2 separate regions of the Macaca mulatta genome follow, and region 1 is linked to region 2. A link is a contact called in public Hi-C data. All regions are on one chromosome and are shown on one strand. The core of a region is the stretch at or near the end of the contact, and the rest is flanking DNA. Distances in the headings are between cores, read along the strand shown. Region 1 holds the start of NR4A3 (nuclear receptor subfamily 4 group A member 3). Region 2 holds the start of INVS (inversin).

What was found. Hi-C and Micro-C count contacts between places; a contact is called where the count stands out from the background.
Region 1: a contact with region 2 is called in a Hi-C map of fetal cortex germinal zone, with 3 times the contacts expected there. The contact joins the promoter of NR4A3 here to the promoter of INVS in region 2. A contact is called at or near these places in 2 of 14 Hi-C or Micro-C datasets (fetal cortex germinal zone and fetal cortical plate).

What each region holds. Positions count from the first base shown.
Region 1 is chr15:58,581,821-58,588,560 of T2T-MMU8v2.0, forward strand. It overlaps NR4A3 (nuclear receptor subfamily 4 group A member 3), which reads right to left and starts at 3,422. Exons shown (of 9, transcript XM_077965653.1): 1 at 2,867-3,422. It overlaps LOC144334614 (a long non-coding RNA gene), which reads left to right and starts at 5,046. Exons shown (of 2, transcript XR_013404661.1): 1 at 5,046-5,163.
Region 2 is chr15:58,300,335-58,307,731 of T2T-MMU8v2.0, forward strand. INVS (inversin) reads right to left here and starts at 3,109. Exons shown (of 19, transcript XR_013404658.1): 1 at 2,936-3,109. ERP44 (endoplasmic reticulum protein 44) reads left to right here and starts at 3,352. Exons shown (of 10, transcript XM_077965655.1): 1 at 3,352-3,568.

The sequences.
Region 1 (6,740 bases), core at 2,172-4,671, 280 kb after region 2:
ACGAGCTCCGCCGGAATACGGGGGTCAGTGAGTGTTCACTAGCGGAAAAAAGCCATTTTCCAACTCCGCCCGCCCCCATCCCTCAAATACAAATTTTACACGTTGCATAGGAAATGCACAAGGTCCGGAACGAATGCATGAATGCCCCAAGGAATTAAGAAAGTCTGCGCTTTTCATTCTAAATGCTAATGGAGCTTCGCTTCTATTAGCCGCGAGTTTCAAGGGCCAGGGGTCAAGCAAACAAAAGGGCACAGCAAAGGAAGCCTGGCGCTGGAAGCAAGGGGACGAAGCGGACGGCGTTCGCGGCCGATGGGGCGGGCGAAGGCAGGTCCCCTGTACCCAGAGGGCGGTGTCTTCGAGGGTGGGCCGCTTAGAGACTCCCGGCCACCCAGCGGCCTAGAGGGGGCACATTCCTGAGGGCGCCCACCGCGGCTCCGGGACCAGCGTCTCAGCGCACAGCCTCAGCGAAACTTTGTAGCTGAAAGCGCAGCTCAGCAGGCCTCAGGGAAGGAACCGGGTGCCCCAAACTCCGGCCTATAGCGCCCCCTTTGCCCGGGGTGGGCACAGCTCGAAGAGTGGGAACATGCATCGAAAAACCCCCAAGTCAAACCAAGCCAAAAACCTCTGAGGTGCGCGGGGCCACGAGGGTCGTCTGCTGGCGCCCCTGAGCCCGGGGCTTGCCTGCAGGAAGAGAGAAAGGGACTCGGAGCCCCCAGGCCCAGGTAACCCTCAACGGTCAGGAAATGGGGGATTCCCTTGCCACCCCCAGCCCCAGCCAGAGCTGCTCCGACGGAAACCTTTCGCTCGCTGTAGAGCAGGTAGAAGCGGATCTTCCCATGGCTGTAGCGCGTGCTTCCCGTCTCCCCGCATCTTCAATGGGGGTCTCCAGCAATCCCCCACCCGCCCCTTCAGTGGGTGCCCGCAATCCCGTCCCGCATTCCCCGAGGGCCTTTCAAGCGGAGTCGTTCTCTGAGGGGAGGCCTCTGAACTCGGGTGGGCGGGGACCGCCTCTCCCCAACGAAGGAGTTCCCCTCGAGCGCCCAGCGTTCGCGGGAGGGACCCACACTACCTTTCCTCCAGCCCAGCCCAGCGCCCCGCCGCTCTCTCCGCCCCACAAACGACCGGTTACCTAGGCAAAGCCTCAGCGCCTGGAAACACGTTCTGCCGCTCCGGTTTGCGGCCGCCGGGGCCAGGAGCACAGAGCCTTGGGGTTGTAAATTAGTAAGAAATAACTACCTCTGTCAAAGCCCCTTTCTTTCTCGTGGGCAGACGAAAGGAACACCCCCGTGTTCCCCTCCCCGTGGTGAAGTGTGTGGAGGAAACCGTGAAACGCACCATTGTGACCGGGGCTCCTCTGCGGAGTTTCCAACCCTGGGGAGCGGGGGCGGAGGTTGGGCGGGGGCAAGAGCAGCGAAGGAGAGACTGACAGAAAGGGAAAGACTGAGATTCTCAGAAAGACCGAGGGAGACGAGACAAACCGCGGGGAAGAATTTCTGTGAGCGCACGGTCCCAGGGAACGGGGTGGGTGGGTGCCGGGCGTGGGGGCGGAGCGGGCGTGGAGGTTGCTGTGGCCTAAAGAGCCTTTGATACTAACTCTGCGAGCATCTTGTTCAGCGAAAATAACTCGAATAAAGTAACTTCATTCATTGTGCCCATTAGCCACGTTGGGCAGCTTTTTCTTTCCCCAGCTCGGTTCTATAAAATATTTCCCCGTCGTGGGAAAAGGAGATCCGGCATTGGACTCGTGATGGAATGACTGACGGCTCCCTGTACTTCTCTCCCGGCACTGCAAGGCCCTGGGATCACAGCCCGACATTTCTGATTACTAACACCTCGCAGCTCTTCGCTCTGGAGAATCTGGACGCATAAATAAATAAAAGACAATCTCCAAGAACGTTTTTGGAAATCAAGGGACAAATGCGTTCTTCCTCGCCTCTGCCCCGAGGCTTCCAACAGTTTGGATAGGTGCCTTTGGAAGTGAGTCTCCGCAGACCGCGCTCGCATGACCGCTTTCGTCTCACCACCGAGAACTTTCCTTTCTACTAATAGTAAAACACTCGGAGCAACTTCTCCAAAAGCGCGAGTTCTGTCAGTGAAAAAGTAAAGCATGCCTTTCCCACACCGAACCAAGGTCCGGAGGAGAGGGACACCGTCCCCACACGTGTCAGCGCGCGGGAGTCGCCAATTACACCCGATTTACCTCCTAAGGGAAAAGTGTAAACCGGCATGTCAGCGACGCCAGGCAGACGTGCCTAGTGGAACCCCAGGCTCATTTCAATACAATAAGCCACATTCCTACAATTACGCCCTCTTTCCTGAGGTCCTCCGAGTGCCTCTGCAAACTCTGACCACGGCTGCCTAGGCCTTTCCCTCCCAAGCTTCCTTCCAGAGAACCAGCTCGGTGCCACCATTAGGAACATTTTCTTGGACCCACCAGAGCTCCTATTTTCAATCCTACTTAAAAGGCAGGAAAATTACTGCCGTTCATCACCGGAGCTGCAACTCCCTGCCGCTGCCGCCGCCGCCGCCGAGAGCATCATTACCATGACAACTAGAGCCGAAATACCCTGAATTACATCGCTGGAGCCGCTATAGCACAAATCCCGGTCCTCCTCTTTGTTAGAGGCTTTTCGCCTCTTCGAGTGGGGGAGGAATCCCACGAGCTCCAGAGATCCCCGCGGGCCCACTACAGGGGAAAAGTTTCAGATCAGAACCTATGGGCCGCTGGGCTAGCAAAGCCGGAGCCGGGCGGCAAGGTCGGGGAGGAAACCCCACACTCAAAGTTGTCAATTTCAGGAGCGACGCTTCCCAGCAAGCCAACTTTTTTAGCAAGTCCCCTTATTAACTGGGCGAATCTCATACGTACTTGAGTGCTGTGGCGGTTCCGTCTTTAGAGCGAGTTTCTAGAGAGCTGTCCCGAAATCTGCACTGGTGGGGAGTCACAGCTGCTGTCCCGGAAGGGCTGCGGTGTACAAGCCCAGCGGCTCCCGGAGGCGGTGAGCGGCTGGTAGGGGATGCTGCGATCCCGACTCATGGGAGAGCACAGCCGAGAGGTTCCGCGGGCGTCCTGGCTCGGGCTGTGACCAGGGGGGAGGATGCCGCCGCTGTTCCCACCTCCACGGCCACTGCCGGCACCGTCAGCGTTGCAAAGTGAGCCCGGGAGGGGCGTCCGGCTGCGGCGCCGCGCTGCACCAGCAAGGGCTCAGGTCAAGAGGGGTGTGAGCGCGCGGGAGAGCGAAGTGTGTGTGCGGAGCGTGTGTGCGCGCTTGTGTCTGTGTGTGCGAGTGAGGGAGCGGGTGTGAGCGCGTCTGTGTATGGGGAGCGGAGGAGGAGCAGGAGCTGGAGGGGTGGGGGGCGGGAGGCAGGAGACTCCGCTCTCCCGGCTGCGCGTTCGCTCGCTCTCTCGGCACGTCATTTATGCCACAGGAGCCCTAGCGGCCTCTCCATAGAGTGCCTGGAATGCGAGACGTCAATGTGACGCCATGGGACGCTACGTCACCCTCCTCCTCCCTCCCCTGGCCCAGCCGGTTCCGCGTGTGCGAGGGAGGGTGTGTGTGTTCGTGTGCGCGCGCGCGCGCGTTTCTCGGCCAGTCGCACGGCCGCACAATGGAAACTCCGCCGCACAGCCGACCAGGGGCTTCTCGGACCCGCGGTGCCAGCCCTTTTGCAGCGGAACCGCTCGCCAGGGCGTGCGTCTGCGGGAGGGTGCAGCGGCCTGCCCATGGGTCAGGCGGGACCGCCCAGCTGTCAGGCTCGGGTGGAGTAGAGTTGGAGGAGTGCTGCTGGCGCGCCTCCGAGGCTGCCCCGAGGCACGGAGCCAGGGCGAGGGGGGTAAGGGAGAGGACAGCTCTTCCGAAAGGGAAGGCTCCGCCAGCCAGCTTCTGACCAGCTTCAGTGACCTGGCAGCCGGTGCAGAAGGCGTCTGGCACCAGCCCGAAGACGCCCTGAGGTGCAGCTGCACTTTCCTCATGCAAAGGCTCTAAAGCTGTTTACGTCTCTCCGGTCCTCTGCGCCCAGGCTAATCCTCCCTCCCCGCATCATTTACTGGGTGCGTGTTTCACACAGGGATACAGATAGTTCCGGGGATAAGGTTTGATTTCTTTACACGTACGGCGTGGGTTTCTTAACTGGACACGTTATAACCCAGCGAAGTGCACATCCATCATCCACACGCGCGCTGCAGCAGAAACTACTCAATGTGTATAAAACAAACACACACGTGTTGAACAGCTGAGCGGGTCTGACTACTGCAAATCATTCCTCCTCCCCAGCACCGGGTCAGAAATGGAACTCTCAACTAGCACTTTCACTTTTTGATGGTTGTAGATGCCCTCCGCCCACATCTCCCAAATTAAACATTTCGAAATCAATCAACAGGATTTATTAGTCAGTCCCTCGCTAGGGGATTTGCTTTGGTCTCCTGGGACACATTTGTCATGAAATGGTGTGCCGATAGCCTGGGTGACTGTATGAGGGAAAGCAATTTCTTCCTGGAAATGATAGATTTAAGTGTAAATTTCCTGATGAAAACAAAATTTATCAGAGTTAAAGATCCCTAGTCCCAAAGGTTGCTGCTGAGTGAACGCAACCTCTTTCAGAAATGAATTTTTGGAGAGGAGAAAATATTTCAGTGAAACAATGCAGATAGAGTGGTCCCCATGTGGTCCTCTTGAATCACAAATACCATTTTATATATTTGACCTGTCCCAATTTGTGTGTGTGTGGCGGGGGCGGTGGCGGGGGGGGTGGTGCGCCGAGGGGAGATAAAGGATTCCTTCGTAGACAGCGCACGTTTCAGAATCGAAGGTTCGAGCTAGGACAAGAAACTTGAAGACAAACTACATATAGGTAAATATGGCATGTATATCTTTCTCCGCCTCCACTTCCAATTCATACAGGGTGGTGCGGAGTGGATCGTGGGAGGATGCCCCGAAAGTTGACCCAGCCGAGAGCAACCGAGTTTCTGCACTGCCGCGGGTTCCAATCCAGCCTCGGAAGGAAGGAGGGCGCTGCTACATTGTATCCATTCAAAGGCTGGAGGGGGGAGCAGGACCTGGAGCCGCGCTGCGCTGACGCACGCGAGGCGCGTGATTGACGCAGGCGATGTTACTAAATTCGGCGGTTGGCCGGGACCCGCCGCCGGCGCGCGCCGCAGATAGCGGAGTAGGTTCCCCTCGGTCACCCCCGCCCCTTCTCCATTCAACGCCTCGCGGGGCGGGGCAGGGCGCGCGGGGCGGGGCGGGGCGGGGTGCGCGCGGCCGCGCCGGGATCCGGCCGAACCAAATATAGTCGGGCCTGGCTATTTTTAGCAGGGTCTCGGGCGCGAGCCCGCCGCGTGAGGGGGCGCCCTGACCCCGCCGGGAGTGTGGAGGGGGCGGGGGCGGAGTCGCCATGTTGGACTCGGTTCGACCCTGTGTGGTGACCGGCGACGCGGGGCTGGGCTCGGCGCCAGGGGTCGGGGTGAGTGGGTGCGAGCCGTGAGAGAGAGGACGCCGACGGCTCTCTGCGTCCAGCGCAGGCTGTGAGGAGTGAGCAGGGCCAGGCGCGGGCATGTGTGTGCGCGCGGAGGTGGGTAGACGGTGATCCCCGCCCGCCCTGCGGAAGGCCCGGCGGTCTTGCCACCCGGCAGCCCGGCCAGCCCCGAGTCGAGTGGGGGCGGAGCTGCCCGCGGCCACCACTTCCTGAGTGCCGGGGATACCCTTCCCGGACGTCACGGAGGAGCCGAGGCGGCGGTGGCGGCCCGGGGCTCATCCTGCACTTGCATCACGGGTGCAGCAGCTGCTCTGCTCCTTTGTGGCTTTTTCCCCTGTTGAGTAACTGCTTTGTTAACTGAAAATACCATGACGGGCCAGTGTGATCACCAGCTCCAGATCTCAAAGAAAGTGAAGCTGTCAGGCAAGAAGAGGGAGACTCCCCCAGCCGGCTGCGATGGTATCTGGTGGGTGGATGTGTAGAGAAGCACTTGACAGTTTCCACGTATTACTTCTTGCCTAACTCTTCACCCCCAAGAAGATTTAAAAATACTTTTATTTCCATGCTGTAAAAATTTCATTTGTGTTCTGCACCTCCCTCACCCCCCTAATCCCCTTTCAATTAAAACTCTCATGCAGAACTGGAATCACTGTAAGCAGGAACCCTAAAATTAGGTACAGTTTTTAGGAAACATGACATCTTTCAATGAATTTATTGAATAAACTACATTTTCTAAATGTTAATATAGATATATAGATGAAAGGTCCTTGTCCACTCAGGGTTGTTATAAAGCTACTAAATTGTTCATAGGAGTTGGGCTCCAGTGACCGTTTCAAGCCAGTATCCTTGTTTACTTAAATTAAAAAAAAAAAAAAAATCTCGTCTCTCTGGCTGAGAACCTCCAAGTAAAGTTTTCTCTCTTTGAGTGGGTGTGTCTTCTGGACCTCTGTCTTGGTTACTTATGTGGATCCTCCTCCCTTCTTCCCTCCACCTTCCTTTACATCCTTACTCCTTTACAGCCTTTTCTTCCTATCAAGTGGCCAATATCTGTTCTTGGACTGCTCTGTGAGACTGAGGGCTGTTGTCTGACCTCCCTGAGCCAATCCACTGTTCCTGGCTCAGTGCTTCTCTGGGTAGGATGCGGGACTGACTGCTGGAGAGGTCACTGAGTGGCAGCCTTTTAAAACTCAAATAGAAATTCATGGAAGCAGAGACACAGCTCTCTCACAGACGGAGACACCGTCCTCTGCTTAATCCTATGTCCCTAA
Region 2 (7,397 bases), core at 1,859-4,358:
GTTAAAAAAATTTTTTTAAAGAGATGGGATCTCGCTATGTTACCTAGGCTGGAGGGCAGTGGCTATTCACAGGGGCAATCCCACTACGATCAGCATAGGAGTTTTGACCTGGACCAGTTCACTCCTTCTTAGGCATCCTGGTGGTCTTCCACTCCTGGGAGATCACCATATTGATGCCAAACTTAAAGTGGACACTCGAATGGCATAGCGCACTACAGCCTGAAACTCCTGAGTTAAGCAATCCTCCCTCCTCAGCCACCTGAATAGCTGGGACTTCAGGCATGTGCCATCACACCTGGCTGAGTACTAAATTAAAAGGTACCTAGTTCTTTCCCTCATTCCCACAAAAAGTGAAATTTTTATTTGTTCTCTCCTTGGTCCACCAGGAAAATATACCTAGATTGAGGTCTTAACCATAAGATGTTGCTTGGAACATCATATCACTAAGATGAACCACATTTCAATAAGGACAATTTTGTTCTGACTGGTAGTCTCATGGAGCTTATAAGAACCTTTTAAAAACATGTGACAGGAGTTTGAGAAACCAGCCTGACCAATATGGTGAAACCCCGTGCCTACTGAAAATACAAAAATTAGCTGGGCTGTGGTGGCACACACCTGTAATCCTAGCTACTCAGGAGGCTGAAATGGGAGAATTGCTTGAACCTGGGAGGTGGATGGAGGTTGCAGTGAGCCAAGATCGTGCCAGTGCACTCCAGCCTGGGTGACAGACAGACACACTGTCTCAAAAAAAAAAAAAAAAAAAAGTATCTGCTGCACAGGAAGATAGTGAGATCCCTATCACAGGAGTGTTTAAGAAAGCAGAGACTGGACTATGACAGAAATGCAGCAAGAATTCAAATATCTGATAGGAAACAGGAATAGTTGCATCAGTGATCTTAAATATCCTTCCTAAACCACTAAAGCTGCTTTATCAAAGTTCCAAAGTTGAATGCCTACAAGGACCAGAGAGGTAACAACTGTTAGAAATGTAGGCAGTCAGAATCACGGTAAACTCGAGCACATGTACTTATCTAAAGGGAGCAGCTGTTAACCAGCTCCAGTTAATTGCTGCCACGAGGGTATGCAAGTGCTTTTCTGATTTCACCAAAAAGCAGGTCACGCCAATCGCTGTTACTCCTGAGGATCTGGGAGTTTTCTAAGATAAATTTATAATGGATGAGCTGGTATTTGTCCTGTCTTTGACAAGGATTATTGGTTCAAATTCTGCCCTTGAGAGAACATATTAATACTTTCTTAATTATGGTAAAGGACAGCTCTCTCTGTCTTTATTTTGCTGACGATTTGAGTTAAGGTACTGGCAGAAAATACGAAGCAAGAGAGTGTTGTGAGACACCTCAGTCATGTATAAGTGTAACAGTCATGTCAGAAGAACTACTGTCATATCCAGGATTACATTAAGGGTACTTGAGAGAAGCCACAAAATAGAGGTGGAGGTGAAAACATGGGAGGGGAGTAACCGTACTTGGGTTCTAGGCCCAGTTATATTTATAATCAGCAGTGTGTCCCCAGGCTACATCAGCTTTCTGGGTTTCTGTAAAATGCAAAAAATAATAAGGGTGGACCACGTTCACATTTGTTCATTCAACAAGCTGAGTGACAACTATGTGCTAGGCACTGTTCTAAACTCTAAGACCTGTCATTTTCCATTCTAAGTGATCAGAGTTTTAGGCACATCAGAACCACAAAAAAATTTCTTTACATCCTTTGAAAAACACACTAAAAATGTGATCTCTGTTTTTTTTATGTGTGTGTGTGTGTATATATATACATATACACTTTTTACTTCATAATTCTTAGCATGGTAACAGGTATATAACAGGTACTCAGTAGATGTTTGTTGGATGAAAGGTCACAGGCTGAGTGCTAAGTCCAAAAAGTGGGCAGGATCAAAGTTTAATTTCTTGAATAATGAGTTCATACTTATGAGTCTCTGCTCTTTTAAAATTTCCCATTTCAACACTCTTTGGACTCTGTCAGGGGCGTGGACAAGAGATAGGAGTACTAGTCTAGGAGTCAGGCAACCTTGGTAAGAGTATTAGTTCTGCCACTGTCTATATTTTGTCACCCTGAGAAAGCCATTATCTAGGTTTTTTTTTTCTTAAGAAAAAATGTATTTTTTGCTCCTTTAAAAAAAATAAATCATTTTTTATAGATAAAAATCAAAACCACTCTGTTAAAGTGCTATAAAATGCGAAAGTGTCATCAACCTTGCCTAATTATACAAGCCCGTGTAATAAAAGCTCTAATTGTAACCGTACAAAACTAGAGGTACTGCAGTCACACTCATAGGAACAGTAATTTTGATTAGGACTAAAGGGTTGGTTGGTCGGGAAGTTCTCAGAGATGGTGACATTTAAGATAGCATTCCAGAGAGAGAACGCGGAAAGGCCATTCCAGGCAGCAAGAAAGGTGGAGCAAAGGCGGGAGTGGGGAGAACCACAAAAGCACAGTGTGCCTCCTGGGTACTAAGAAGAGATCGCGTGGGCTCCTGGACCTCAGGTGTTTGCAGAAGAACCGCAGAGCTACCTGGGGCCAGGTTAAGATCCTCGACTGCTTTGCTAAGGAATTTCGTAATTATACTGGAGGAGCGATCCACGCCTCAGCAGCAATCACTCACGCAGTTTTCCAGTTTACGACGTGCTATCCCATCCCTTACCACACCTATTCCTTACAGGAGCCCTCAGAGACAATTAGGGATAAGTCATTGACTCATTCAACTGAGGCCCCGAGTGGTGGCTCTGACTTTAATAATGCAGGAATTAGAGCAGAAAGAAGAGGTAGCGGGCGAGGAGGCCAATGATGGAGGCTCAGGCCACAGCCTAGGCCAGGAAGGCCGTGAGTCTGCAGCAAAGGCCAAGGCGGTGCAGACCGATCGATCCGAGCCTCCCCAGCCAGGCCCCCTCCTACTCACCCTCGCCTCCTCCAGGACTGACGTCCCGGGGACGGCTCCAGGAGGTGCGACCCGGACCGGGCCGCCCCTCCTGCCAGGCCGGGACACTACACCCAGCCAGGTCAGACCCCACGGCGCTGAAGCTAGCAGAGCCCCTCAGAAGGCCGCCCGAGGCTTTCGGCCGCACACCCTTCTGGGAATTGTAGTTCCCATCCTCTGAAGCACTGCGTACACCCGCCCTCAGCCCTTCTATCCCACAGGCCCCAGCGCGTAGAGGACTCGGTGGACCTGGGCCGAGAGCCCAATGGGAAAGGAAGTTCTAGATGACCAACGGCGTGCGGGGTGAGGCTAGTGCAGGACTACATTTCCCGGAGTGCACCGAGGTGGGCAGGACCCGGAAGTGAGGGTGTGAGAGGCCTCTCTGGAAGTTGTCCCGGGTGTTCGCCGCTGGAGCCCGGGTCGAGAGGACGAGGTGCGGCTGCTTGGAGAATCCACCGCTGCCGCCGGCTCCGGGAGCCCAGCCCTTTACTAACCCAACCCAACCCAGCCCAGTCCCAGCCGCCAGCGCCTGTCCCTGCCGCGGAGCCCAGCGTTACCATGCATCCAGCCGTCTTCCTATCCTTACCCGACCTCAGATGCTCCCTTCTGCTCCTGGTGAGTGAGGGAATGACAGACCCATCGACAGACTCACGAACGGCCTCCCGCCCTCGCCCGGGGAGAACACTGCTACCCCTGCCCCTGCTTTCCCGTTTTTTCCTCCAGTGTTTTGGAGTGCACCCTCCCCCGCTGCCTTCACTCTCGCCATCCGTCTGTCGGCTTCCAGGCACGGGGTCCCCGAGGCCTGAGAAACCAGGGTCGGGGGAGAACGGGAGAATTAGCCCTGAGGGAGTGATACGTGGGAGGGTCGCGGCGTAGGAGCTTCCCCTTCTCCCCAAAGTCTGGGGTTTTCAGTTTCGACGGCTAGCGGACCTGGTGGTAGCTTGAATCGGAAAAGACCAAGCATAGACCTAGCATTCCTTCCCACCCTCTCCATTTGGGAAGAGTGTGAGATCGACAGGTGCTAGGGTTGTGTGAATCTCACTCTATCTAGATCCCTGAAGCGGTGCCCAGGTTGGCAGAACCCTCTGTTGTGGCTTGATGCGATTGGTTGGGAACCCGGAACTGGAGACTGCTTTGGATTCCACTGGGAGAATAGAGTTTGAAGGGTGGAAGGTGTGGTTACCTGACAGTCTGAGCGCAAGGTCTCCCTCAAATCTTGTTGCAATGTATTTCCCCATCGAAGCAGATTTCTTCTTCATTGTGCCTTATTTGAATATGCATTAATTCCTAACTGCCTAACCTGCTCAGCATCATCCCATCTTAAAAGAATCTTTCCCTAGTCCCTCTTGCTCCAGAGTGCGTCTTGAGTGTGCAGGCTAAGTGATCCAGGCTTCAGGTCAAATTGAGACAAAAGGGAAGAACTAGACACATATGGCAAAATGACTTACGTTTAATTGGGCTGTTATTATAATGTAATATTTGAAAATACCTTAATTGTAGTGGATTTTTAGAAATTCAGATTTAAACACGAAACTACTTTCTTTACAATTTAAGAAGCAATTTAGTGACTCATATTAAGTCACATAGCTAGTTACAGGCAAAGCTGGGATTAGAAACAGGTCTCTTGACTTGCAGTGCTTATTCCGCCATATCCTATTAAATGTTTAATATTTGTGTTTGAAATAGTTCTTTCTTTTCTTTTGTCACTTGCACCTTTTCAGAAAAAGCACTGTAAAAAACTAAATGGAATGTCAAAGTACTTTTGAGAACAAAAAGTTGTATATAAACATTGTAATATTAAATGATAGAGTGTCTTATTGCCACTTCTTACAAGTATACAATAGTAAATGACTTCTGTATCGAGGAAAATATTCTGTATAGTGCTATTTCTTGGTGATTTCATTATACACTGTAATACATTTTTCCTTCTAGAAGTGTTAGAATAATACCATTATGAGAGACCACTCTCTCCTTAAGACTGGACACTTATCTTTTTCTTATCCACTAACTTAAGTTATGAATTGTGTACACTTTTAGGGTATCAGAAAAAAAGGGCAAAATCTTAAGACATTGGAAAGGAAAGTTGAGACACTGAGCAGGCAAACTATATCAGATGCACTTTCCTCAAGTGGTATGTTTGGTTGTAAAGCTAAGTTATGAAGAAGAAATAATTTATTTTGGAATAACTCATGCTTTTTATAGAAAAACCTAATCTTGTTAAATGTGAGTTTTTTCCCAAATAGAATCTAGATTTAACTAAAATCTAAGCATTTTGTATAATTATCTTTCTAAGCAAATGTAAAGACATGAAAATCTGGAAAATATGTTAGAGAATACCTGCAGATATGAAAAGGCTGAAAAATAAAGCCCCAGAAAAGGTTTAATAAACTAGAATTACAGGTCAAACTAGATTTAATTGGAATACAGTGTTTACCTAGTTTTAATACTCATATGCTAGTTAGCAAATATTTGTAAAACATCCATCCTGTCTAATCACAACTTTGAGTTGCTTACTTAATTGGTAATTCTACTGATGGAAACTGCTTACTCAGTATTCTCGCTGTCTAATAATTTGTCCTCTTTGTTCCCCTGTGTACTTTTTTCCTACTCCTCCAACTTTCTCTCTCAGACCTCAAGTTTATTCCTTCTCACATACAGATGTAGAAAAGCCAAGTTCCTGTTTAGCTGAGGTCATCATTTTTCCCTTAAATAGCCTCCTCTAAAAAGCTATGCCTTCTCTTACTGTGATAATTTTCTTCAGGCACTTTGTACCTCAACCCTAGAGAACCAGACCTGTTCAAATTTAGTGGTGTTCATATAAGATAACTGCCTAAACATAATCCCAAACTTTTGGAGGCAAGCAGCTATCTTTTCCTTAGTCTCAAAGCATTTTGGAATATATCACTGTGCCACAAAACCTTTCTGGATGGGTAACTAAACACAAAAGCTCAATGTGATAACTTTTTTTCCTGAGCTTATATATATATATTATATATATATATTTTTTGTTTGCATATATATAGATTTTTATTTACATATATTTCGATCGATAGATTTAATTAGCTCTTTTCTGCTTATCTTCCTATCTAAGGTGGGTTTATTCAGGGTTTTCCCCTGGGAAAATGATCAGCAAGGGGGATAGAAATGTTGCCTGTTCTTCCTGTATTGGTTGTGTACAAGTTTTGAAAAGGCGAGATAAGAGAAATAAGACTAAATTGGAAAGAAGTTGTCTCATGCACCCTAAGTAACCTCTTCTGTAGTTCAGATTTGTAGCACTGCAGTCCATTTGTTTTATTGAAGATGTGTTCTCGTTAATCTCTTGATAAGTATGTTTATAGTTCATAATTGTTACTAGTCGTAATTGTCCCGCACGTGAACACCTAAGGGTTTTGCCATTGTTGTTCTTGGTTTGTTCAATATGTATAGGAAGCCAAGAAAAGTTTACTTAGTTTAGGAAGCTATGTAAATTAGAGAGCTAAGTAAACATTTATTTAATCGTTACAAGTACCTTAAAAATAAGCACAGTAGAATTCAGAGATGTCAATTTTATCCTTTAGTGTTAATAATATATGCAGATTCCAGTCTTCAGGAAGAGTACTTTTGTAGGCATGCAGTTTGATTGGTAACTAGGTGAGTTTTATTTATTTTGTTGATTTAACTTGCCCTAGATCAATAGTTTACAAAGCCTGGCTGCTCATTAGAATCATCTGTGGCTGTTTTAATGAAATGATATCGGGGCCCTATACTAGGTCAGTTATATCTGCGAGCCCCAGAAATTAGTTAAAAAAAAATTTCCCAGGTGACATACTAAAGTATGTCCCTCAAAAAGGTAAGAATTAAATAAAAACCACAATACCATTGTCACATCTGGAAAAATAGAAATTCCTTCATATCATCAAATATCTGGTCAGTGTTTGGGTTTTCCTGATTGTTTCCCTTTTTTTAAAAAAAAAAAAAAAAAAACAACATTGTTCAAAGCAAGGGCTATATAAAGTCTGTCTATTCCAATTGGCTCATATGTCGTTTATAAAACTTTTTAAACCCATAGGTTCTCTCTTCATCTCATTGTTTTCCTTGTAATTTGTTTAGGAAACTGATCCTCTGTCCTGTAGCATTTGCCACATTCTGGATATTGCTGATTACATCCTTGTGGTGGGGTTTTATGTTTCTCTGTTCCTTGTGTTTCCTGTACATTTGTAATTCAATTTATGTGGTCTTAACCACCAGCTGCATATATATTGCTAGGTTCATTTGTTTCATTTATCTTTCAATTTTTAGTTTTAAAAAATTTACCTTTTATTTTATAATTATATAAAATCTCTTCCAAAGCTAAATCTATAAAGCTAACTATATTTGGATAAGTCTAATTTGTCTCTTTTACTGTCTTATCTCCCCCTCCTAATTAAAGAACCCTTTTTTTTTTTTTCCTCGAGGCAGAGTCTAG